Regions from separate parts of the Arachis hypogaea genome. Here region 2 is linked to region 1. Evidence: chromatin contacts called from public Hi-C data. All regions are on one chromosome and are shown on one strand. Each heading gives the region's core, a stretch centred on a gene start, on an enhancer-like site or on the middle of the called end of the contact. The rest is flanking DNA. Distances are from core to core; before and after follow the strand shown.

Region 1 (5,441 bases), core at 1,931-4,430:
TCCAGTAATATATAATGGTTTATACTTTGCCCGAGTTTAGACGACGTAAACTGGCATTAAACGCCAGCTTTCTACCCTATTCTGGCGTTAAACGCCAGAAACAAGTTGCAAAGCAGAGTCAAATACCAGAAACAAGTTACAAACTGTCGTTTAACTCCAAGGATGATCTCTACACGTGAAAGCTTCAATGCTCAGCCCAAGCACACACCAAGTGGGCCCAGAAGTGGATTTCTGCATCATTTACTTAATTATGTAACCCTAGTAACTAGTTTAGTATAAATAGAACTTTTTACTATTGTACTAGGGGTCTTTTTCCCTATTTTTTGAATTCATATGTCATTTCGGGAGGCTGGCCATTTGGTCATGCCTAGACCTTGTTCTTATGTATTTTCAACGGTGGAGTTTCTACATACCATAGATTAAGGTGTGGAGCTCTGCTGTTCCTCGAGTATTAATGCAAAGTACTGCTGTTTTCTATTCAATTCATGCTTATTCGTATTCTAAGATATCCATTCGCACTCAAGAACATGATGAATGTGATGATTATGTGACACTCATCACCATTCTCACTTATGAATGCGTGATTGACAACCACTTCCGTTCTACATGAAAACAAGCTTGAATGTGTATCTCTTGGATTCCTAGTCCATGTATTTGATTGCCTCTCTTGACAACAGAGCCTTCAAGTCCTTGTGATCAGAGTCTTCGTGGTATAAGCTAGAATCAATTGGCAGCATTCTTGAGATCTAGAAAGTCTAAACCTTGTCTGTGGTATTCCGAGTAGGATTTGGGATGGGATGACTGTGACGAGCTTCAAACTCGCGACTGTAGGGCGTGGTGACAGACGCAAAAGGATAGTAAATCCTATTCCTAGACGATCGAGAACCGACAGATAATTAGCCCTACGTAACCCATAACTGGACCATTTTCACTGAGAGGATGGACGGTAGCCATTGACAACGGTGATCCCCCTACAAACAGCTTGCCATAGAAAGGAGTATGAAGGATTGGATGAAGGCAGTAAGAAAGCAGAGATTCAGAAGGAACAACGCATCTCCATACACTTATCTGAAATTCCCACCAATGATTTACATAAGTATCTCTATCTTTATTTTACGTTTTATTTATCTTTTAAATTATTAAAACTCCATAACCATTTGAATCCAGCTGACTGAGATTTACAAGGTGACCATAGCTTGCTTCAAGCCAACAATCTCCGTAGGATCGACCCTTACACACTAAGGTTTATTACTTGGACGACCTAGTGCACTTGCTGGTTAGTTGTGCGAAGTTGTAAAAAAGAGTGAATTATACAACTGTGCGTACCAAGTTGTTGGGGCCGTTGAGATCACAATTTCGTGCACCAAAAATCCACTGTAGTGAGCCGCCGACAACAAGTCTTGCCTCAAGCTCCCGTCATCCGGTATGCAAATTCTCCCCTTATATCTCAACAATCCTTCATCATCCTTAGTGAAATCCTCATGCCTCTTATCACCAACTAGTTGGAACAATTTCTAAAGCTTCCACTCATCTTGCTGAGCCCTCTGAATCTTCGTCTTAAACGTGCTTGAAATATGCAACTGGCTCAAACAAGTGCTTCCGGCAACCCCATAATGTCCAGCTTAAGATCCACAAACTTATCCACTAACTCCTCTTCCTTGATTCTCATCCAAGCAATTGTTAAATATCTCCGACTCAATGCGTCTATGATCACCTTCGCCTTTCCAAGGTGATAACTCATTTCAAAATTGTAGTTCTTAAGCAACTCCATCCCTCTTCTCTGACGCATATTAAGCTTCTTCTGATCAAAGATGTACTTGAGACTCTTATGATCAGAAAAAGATGCTAAATCTCACTCCGTACAAGTGGTGCCTCTAGATCTTCAATGCAAACACAATCGCCACTAATTCTAAGTCATAAGTTGGGTAGTCCATCTCATGCGGTCTCTGCTGACGCGATGCGTAAGTCACCACATTCCGGTGTTGCATCAACACACAACCTAAGCCCTTCAGGGAAGCATCACAGTATACTTCGAACGGTTCATGCGGCTCTGGCAAGACTAAAACAGGTGCTGAAGTTAACTTCCGTTTCAGAGTATGAAAAATTTCTTCACATTTTGACGTCCACACAAACGGCACTTCCTTTCTTGTCAACTTAGTCATCGGTAGTGCAATCCAGAAAAATCCTTCAATGAATCTCCGGTAATATCCGGCTAAACCCAAGAAGCTTCTGACTTCCGTCACCATTGTCGGTCTTTTCCATTCCATCACCATTTCCACTTTAGAAGGATCTACGGTTATTCCTCCTTTGCTCACCACGTGACCTAAGAACTTTACTCCTTCCTTCCAGAACTCACACGTCAACAATTTAGCGTACAACTTCCGCTGGTCACTCTGATCATCGTCATTAAGAATCCAAAAATTTTCCTTAAACCATATGCCGATTTTGTAATATTTGTCAAAACCTTTAAAACAATTTCAATCTAAACGAGTCCATTGTTAAAACCTTATCAAAAGAGTAAAAAACCGTTTATTTGTAAATCAAACATTTTAAAACATGGTTTTTTTTAAATTAAAATTTACAAGCCAAAATCATAAGTGAAAAAAATCTTAGGACTCACTTTTCCATTTTAAATCGTATCATTTGATCAAAAGTTTCGATCTTAGTTTCAAAACCAAATCATTCAAAAACAGTTCATTCTAGACAAGATCTTTGTTAAGTTTTCTGATAGGAGTAAAAATAGTTTACTTGGAAGTTGCCGACTTCAAATCATGATTTTCTTAAATTAAAACTTTTCAAATTGAATCCTTTTCGATAAGAGAAATTGGAAACCATTTTCACAATTGAATAAAATGAGAGAACTCACTGTTCGTTTAAACCATATCTCTTAAACCATGAGTTCCGACTAACTTTCAAAACCAAATCATTTAAGCCAAAGTTCCAAACCAGATTAGAAATCATTCTAAACCTTAAAACCGTAAAAATCATAGTTAAAAATTTGCAAAGGCGTCAGTCGGTACTTCCATTGCCACTAGAATTTTAAACCGCACCCATCATCCATACAGGAAATCGTCAAGACTTCTAGTCATACCTGTTAACCATTTCGGTATGTCCACTCTGATCGTTCATCATCCCAAGTCCAAAATCCTTGGCTACCGCCACTAGAATCCTTTTTCCCCATAGTTTACTCCTAACAAAACCCTAAGCTCTCATAACCTTAACGATGGTTTTACAAAAGATAGAACCAAACTATCCTTAGGTCCAGGCAATAGAATACTCAAGACATACGCTTACCTCTCATCGGAGGATCTGACCCCGTCACATTGATGATGTTTTCGTGGAAAAACAAATTTCCAACACACAAATCCAACCAGCAAGTGTACCGGGTCGCATCAAGTAGTAATAACTCACAAGAGTGAGGTCGATCCCACAGGGATTGATGGATCATGCAACTTTAGTGGGTGATTAGTTTAGTCAAGCTAACATTGAGTGAATTGTGTGAAGTGTAGCCAACAGAAAGTAAATGGCATAAATCTTAAAGATGCAGAAAGTAAATTGGCAAGTAACTTAAAGAGCAAGAAATATAAATTGCAAGAATCTTAAATGACAAGAAATGTAAATTGCATTAAATGTAAAGGGGAGTGGGTGCTGGAAATTAAAGGAAGCAATAGATCAAGCAACTGAAAATTTAAATTGCAGGAAGAATAAAAGGATTTTGGGAGCTGGGATTCAAGAAATCACATAAGAAATTGTAAATGGCAATCAAACAGAGAAGTAAAAGATGCAGTAACTTGCAACCGATCTCAAACAGAAAGCAGAATTGCTTGAAGAAGCAAACAGAAATTAAATTTAACTCAATTGGAAAATCAAAATGAAGATCTTAGGAAATCAAAGAGACTAGAAAACAAGTCTAGATCTCAATTCCTTCCTTGATCAAAGTAGAAAATAATCAGCAGAAGAGAAGTAAATCAAGCAGCAAGTGAAATGTAAATCCAATTCTCAATTATGCAGAAGAACAAAGCAGAGATGTTGCAAATGGAGAATGAAAAAAGAATTCCTTCCAATCTCCACCCAAGATTCAAAACAGAAATTAAAACTCAAAGAGAGAGCTATCTACTACTACTACTACTCCCTAATGGAGCAAGCCTTTTCTAATCCAGCCCTCTCTGAAATGAGAGTGATGCCTTTATATAGGCTTTTTACAAAATAAAAATAAAATGAAATTGAAATTAAAAACAAATTCACAAAAATGAAATTCCTAATCTAGCTTCTCTGTGTGCCTTTGAGTCATGTTGAGTGGGCTTTGCTTGCTTTGAATTTTAGGAGAAATGGGTTTGGTTGGCCTTGATTCAATTTGGAGAGAAATTGAATTTAATTGGAATTTTGGTTGGATTTTGGCCCATGAGTGTTTGCTCCCAGGAGGCTGCCCTGCTCTTGTGGAGAGCAGAGCAGGGAAGTTGTGTGAGGAAGCATGTTGCGTGCCAAGTGTGGGAGGGGCATCAGGGGATTGCCCTGCCCTTGTGGAGAGCGGGGCAGTGGCTTGTGGTATGTCTTGTGCTCGCACCAAGTTCCTTGACCGTGCCAAATTGTGCGTGCAACAAGTCCCTGGCCGTGTCATGATGCGCTTGTGTGCGCCAAGAAGTAGCGCCTAAGCCTTTACTTCCTTGAAGGTCTTGTATTCGAACCTTGGTGAAAGCATTTGGGGGAGCAATTTTCCTTGATTTTTCATGAAGAGAAGCACGACATTGCCCTGCTCTCCAAGAAGGCAGAGCAGAATAATGAGCGCTACTTTGCTTTGGAGTGAGGCTCCAGCTTCGAACCTTGGTGGAAGCATTTCGGTTTATTTTTGCTTATTTTTTGCCCTTAAAGATGCCTTTCACTCATACCTCAATTGTACACCAAATATGGATTGCCATATATCATTGGAAAGCTCTGAATGTCAGCTTTCCAACGCAACTAGAAGCACATCAATTGGACGTTTGTAGCTCAAGTTATAGCCCTTTGAAGTAGGCATGGTCATGCTGTGAACGCCCAGATTTTAACTTAGCAAAAATTTGCTTCCAACCTCACTTTGCATCACGATATTGCCCTTCTCTTGGCAAGGGCAGAGCAGTGTGCGCTGATTGCTTATTCTCCATTAATTTGGTCATGGGCCCCGCGTTTAAAAGTGTGGCCTAAGGCTCCAAAGTGTACCCCAACTTCAAAGTGTACCCCAAAGCTCTTTTTTTCTCCTTTTTGGCTTATTTTGTGCTTCTTTGCTTCTTTTTCTTTTTATTTCATACAAGATTTATAAAATTAAAATATCAAGAAAATATATCATTTAAGTACAAAAGCATTCAATATTTAAGCACAAATCATCAATTTCTTGTATGAAAAAACATAGAAAAATAGGTATATGATGACATGTCATCACAACACCAAACTTAAACCTTGCTTGTCCC
Region 2 (5,416 bases), core at 2,436-4,935, 370 kb after region 1:
AGAACCGAGAAGACAAGAACGGGAGCACTCAGAAGAATATCGAAGCCGGATTGTCAAGGCGAGACAAGAACCCACGGGGGCCACTGACAACCCCCCAACTTTTTTGGTCAACGTCGTAGTCAGACGTGATACCCCCCCCCCAAAATCTAAGTCAGCAGTAAAGAAAGATACCCAGATCCTCTCCATCTCAACGGGAGGTCCTACCACCCCAAACAGAGGACCCCCTATGATATCCTTTGGCCCAGAAGACCAATGGTTCCACGACCTCCATGAGAACCCTCCGATGGTGATCACGGGAATGATTGGGACCAGGCTGGTCAGACGAATCCTCGTCGACATTGGAGATGATTCCAATATTCTATTCAGAAACGTGTTTGACGCCATGGGACTTAGGGAATCCAACCTCAAGACTCACCAACACGGTGTCATGGGGATAGGTGATAATTACATCAAACCTGACAGAACGATCTCACTCCCAATCTGCTTATGAGCTGGTGACGCTAGGAGGTTGGTAATGGCGGACTTCGTAGTCCTCAGAGATTCCACGGCCTACAACATCATTTTAGGAAGAAAAACGATCAACAAATTCTCAACTGTGATATGCACCAAATTTTTAACAATGAGGTTTGTGACAGACAAAGGAATGGTCGGCTCCATTAGGGGAGACTTAGAAGCGGCGATTGCAAGCGACAACGCCAATCTCTCCCTAAGAAAGGAGTCCAAGAAGGTGGCCAGCGTGTTCTTGGCCAACCTAGATGTAAGAATGGAAGACAAGCCGAGGCCAGAACCAGAAGGGGACATGAAAAAGTTTCAGATAGGAAAGTCGGCAGAGCAGTTTAACTTCGTAAACAAGAATTTACCCCATGAACTCAAAGGACCACTTATGGAGATTATAAGAGCAAATGGCGACCTCTTCGCATGGATGCCGTCGGACATGCCGGGCTTGGATCCCGAGGTCATGTCTCACCGGCTAGCTGTCAAGCCAGAAGCAAAGCCAGTAGCGCCGTGGCGAAGAAAGATGTCCCAAGAAAGGGCCAATGAGGTCGTTGATAAACCACTATTTTATGGTTTATATTGTAGTTAATTGAGTGATTTTATCAAGCTTTTCACCCACTTATTCATAGGATTTGCATGATTTTACAATTCCTTCCTAGTTTAGTTCTATGATTGAAAACATGCTTCTTTGGTCTTAATTTAGCTAATCTTAATCCTCTCTTATTACCATTCGATGCCTTGATCTGTGTGTTAAGCGTTTCAGGCTTCATAGGGCAGGAATGGCTTAGAGAATAAAGAGGAAGCGTGCAAAAATGGAAGGAACACAAGGAATTGAGGACATGACCAGCGAGAAGTCACGCGGTCGCATGGCTCACGCGACTGCACAAAATGGAAGAAATCAGAGTGACGCGTTCGCGTGCCTGACGCGACCGCGCGGATTGGATGCTGCACGAACGACACGAAAGCGTGGACGACGTGCTTGCGTGGTACGAGAAATGCTAAGTGACGCGAACGCGTGGACGACGTGGACCCATGACGTGCGCGATCTGCAGAATTGCAAAAGTCGCTGGCAGAGATTCTGGGCCACATTTCAACCCAGTTTTTGGCCTAGAAACACAGATTAAAGTCAGGGAACTTGCAGAGACTCACCAGGCTTTCATAATTCATAATTTTAGTTTTAGATGTAGTTTTTAGAGAGAGAGGTTCTCTCCTCTCTCTTAAGATTAGGATTAGGATTAGAATTTATTTTAGGATTAGGATTTCTTTTCACTTCAGGATTATTTCATCTTCATATTAGGTTCAATGTTCCTTTTATTTATTTCCTCAATTTAGTTTATGGATTTCTATGTTCAACTCAACTTCTTTATTTGGCTACAACTGCCCATGTTACATTTAATATCTTTATTAATTCATGATTTTGAGGTATTTCAGATCTAAGATTCTTATTTAGCTTTTTATATTATTGGTTTTAATTGATTAACTGGAAGCTCTTGAGTTATCAACTATTCATGATTGATTGTTATGTTGGCTAATTAACTGGAATTCCACTAACTCTAGCCTTCCCTTAGGAGTTGGCTAGGACTTGGAAAATCTAACCAATTGGTTCACTGGACTTTCCCTTGCTTACGCAAAGGTTAACTAAGTGGGATTAACTTCCATTCTTATAGGAGTAACTAGGATAGGACTTCCGAAATTTTATATCTTGCCAAGAGCTTATTTTATAGTTATTTATTTATTTTAATTGTCATTTGAATTACTTGTCATACTTCTTCCTTATTTCCAGAACCCCCCAATTTTACCTTTTTCATAGCCAATAATAAGAACATACCTCCTTGCAATTCTTTGAGAAGATGACCCGAGGTTTAAATACTTCGGTTATCAATTTATTTAGGGGTTTGTTACTTGTGACAACCAAAACGTTTGTAAGAAAGGTTGATTGCTTGGTTTAGTAACTATACTTACAATGAGAGTTTACTATAACTTCTAAACCATCAATCTTCAGTTCTTCAGTCGCTAAGCAAACAGCCGGGCTTCTCAAAGCCGGTTTCATCAAAGAGCTCGAGTACTCAACATGGCTGTCCAACGTCGTACTAGTTAAAAAAGGTAGTGGCAAATGGAGAATGTGTGTCGACTATTCCGACCTGAACAAAGCATGCCCTAAAGACTCTTTTCCCCTCCCCAACATCGACACCCTGGTAGATTCCGCAGCAGGATATCGCTTCCTTAGCTTCATGGATGCATACTTTGGCTACAATCAGATCCCGATGCACCGACCTGATCAAGAGAAGACAATGTTCATAACACTAGGAGACACTTATTGCTATATAAGGTAATGCCATTCGGATTAAAAAACGCAGGGGCCACCTACCAAAGACTGATGAGCAAAGTCTTCCATGACCTTATCGGTAAGACGGTAGAGGTCTACGTCGACGACGTCCTGGTAAAAACGGTAGAACCAAGCAGCCTTATAGGCGACCTACAAACTGTCTTCAAAGCGCTAAGAAAATTCAACATGAGGCTCAATCCACCCAAGTGTGCATTCACCATGGAGGCCGGGAAATTCCCAGGCTTTATGATAACACAAAGGGGGCTAGAAGCTAACTCAGACAAATGTGAAGCCGTCCTCAAAATGACAAGCCTAAGATGCGTCAAAGACGTGCAGCGACTAACTGGGAAACGCATGGCTCTATCCCAGTTTCTCGGAGCCTCAGCTGAAAAGGCTTTCCCATTCTTTAATCTAATGAAGAAAGGAATCGCCTTCGAATGGACTTCGGCATGCGAAGAAGCGTTCAGCCCTTTCAAAAGGGTGCTCTCAGAGTCGCCTGTACTCAGCAAACCCAGAGAAAGAAAACCCCTCTACCTATACCTAGCAATAACCACACAAGCCATGATGGCAGTCCTTGTCTGAGAAGAAGACAAGACCCAGCGCCCAGTATACTTCGTCAGCAAAGTGCTCCAAGTAGTAGAGCTAAAGTACACCAAGCTGGAGAAATTAGCTTATGCCTTGCTAAGCTCGTCGAGAAGGCTCAAGCAATATTTCTAAGGACATAGGATCATCCTAAGAACTGACCAAGCGATTCGACAAGTCCTCCAAAAACCCGATCTCGCAGGGAGAATGATGGCATAGGCAGTAGAACTATCCCAATATGACTTGCAATACGAGCCCAGGCAGGTAATCAAGGCCCAGGCAATGGCGGACTTCCTAGTAGAGGTCACGGGGGAAGCACCCGACATATCGAACACACGGTGGAAACCCCATGTAGACGGAGCTTCCAACCAAGCGTTCGGAGGGGCCGGTATCATCTTGGAAAACTCGGTGGGAATAGCTTACGAACAGTCGATCAGGTTGGACTTCCCAGTCTCCAACAACCAGGCAGAGTACGAAGCGCTGATAGGAGGGCTAATTCTAGCCAAAGAGGCCGGAGCGTCCAGGATTGAAGTAAGCAGTGATTCCCAGATCGTCACATCCCAGATAAACGGCAGCTACCAGGCTAGGGATACACTACTACAAAAGTACCTAGAGAAGGTAAGAGAGTTATGCAAAATCTTCGATGAAGTCATAATCCAGTATGTCCCTAGAGAAAGGAACACCTGAGCAGACCTCCTCTCCAAGTTAGCAAGCACCAAGCCCGAAGCAGGAAATAGATCGCTAATTCAAGTGCTGGCAACTGAGCTAGCAGTCATTCTATGCATAACCCAAGCACTAAGCCCTCTCTCCTGGATGGACCCTATCCTCCGATATATGGAGAAACGCGAAACACCACAAAATGAGAAGGAAGCACAAGCCATCAAAAGAGAAGCTCCCAAGTATGTGATTATACAAGGGCAGTTGTACAAGCGGGGACTCCACCAACCTTTGCTCAAATGCCTACGCCCCGACCAAACGGACTACGTCTTAAGCGAAGTCCATGAGGGGTGTTGTGGTCACCATATTGGAGGAAGGTCGTTGGCAAGGAAGATCATCTGAGCAGGATATTACTGGCCCACCCTGATGTCGGACGCTCAGGAGTTCGTCAGAAAGTGCAGGAAATGCCAGGAAAATGCCAACTTCCACAAAGCCCCACTCAAAGAACTCAGCTCGATGATGGCACCCCAACCTTTCGCTCAATCGGGAGTCGACCTCTTGGGACCATTCCCACCCGGGCCAGGGCAAGTCAAATATTTGATAGTAGCCATAGACTACTACACCAAATGGGTGGAAGCAGAATCGCTAGCCAGCATAACCGCAGTAAACTGTCAAAAATTTTTGTGGAGGCAAGTCATCACTAAGTTCAGAATTCCAAAGTCTGTCATATCGGATAATGGGACACAATTCACCGACAAAAAGTTCAAAGAGTTCCTTTCAAGACTAGGAATCAAGCAAAGGTTCTCTTCCGTAGACCACCCTCAAAGCAACGGACAAGTGGAAGCAACTAACAAAATCATCTTGAAAGGGCTAAAGAAACGGCTTAAAGGGAAGAAGGGCTCATGGGCAGACGAGCTAGCCTCAGTCCTATGGCCTTACAGAACCTCCCCCCAATCGTCCATTGGCAAAACCACCTTCCGACTCACATATGGAGTCGATGCGGTCATCCCAGTCGAAATAGGGGAGTCGAGCCCGAGGTTACTTCTCGGAGGAGGAAGCAAAGTAGTTGAGAAAGACCTAGTTGACGAAATAAGACAGATGGCACATTTGACAGAGACAGCAATCAAACAAAGAATAGCTCTAAGATACAACAGTAAAGTGCTAAAGCTAAAGAGAAGCCTTGGGGAAGGCGACCTGGTCTTACGACGTAACGACATAGGACCACCAACCCCAGGAGAAGGCAAGTTGGGTGCGAATTGGGAAGGACCCTACAGGGTAAGAGAAGTCCTCGGCAAAGGCGCATACAAATTGGAAAAATTGGATGGGTAGAGAGAAGTGACCCGACGGCCTGGCGAC

Evidence for each region. A called contact is a pair of places that touch in the nucleus more often than the background predicts.
Region 2: a contact with region 1 is called in a Hi-C map of leaf, with 2.3 times the contacts expected there. The contact joins the promoter of LOC140174347 here to the promoter of LOC112701422 in region 1. A contact is called at or near these places in 5 of 8 Hi-C or Micro-C datasets (leaf and an unstated tissue).

What each region holds. Positions count from the first base shown.
Region 1 is chr7:44,136,733-44,142,173 of arahy.Tifrunner.gnm2.J5K5, forward strand. LOC112701422 reads right to left here and starts at 3,181. Exons shown (of 2, transcript XM_025752181.1): 1 at 3,100-3,181; 2 at 1,875-2,464. The coding sequence starts at 3,181. The coding sequence ends at 1,875.
Region 2 is chr7:44,505,446-44,510,861 of arahy.Tifrunner.gnm2.J5K5, forward strand. LOC140174347 reads left to right here and starts at 3,686. Exons shown (of 1, transcript XM_072198790.1): 1 at 3,686-4,090. The coding sequence starts at 3,686. The coding sequence ends at 4,090.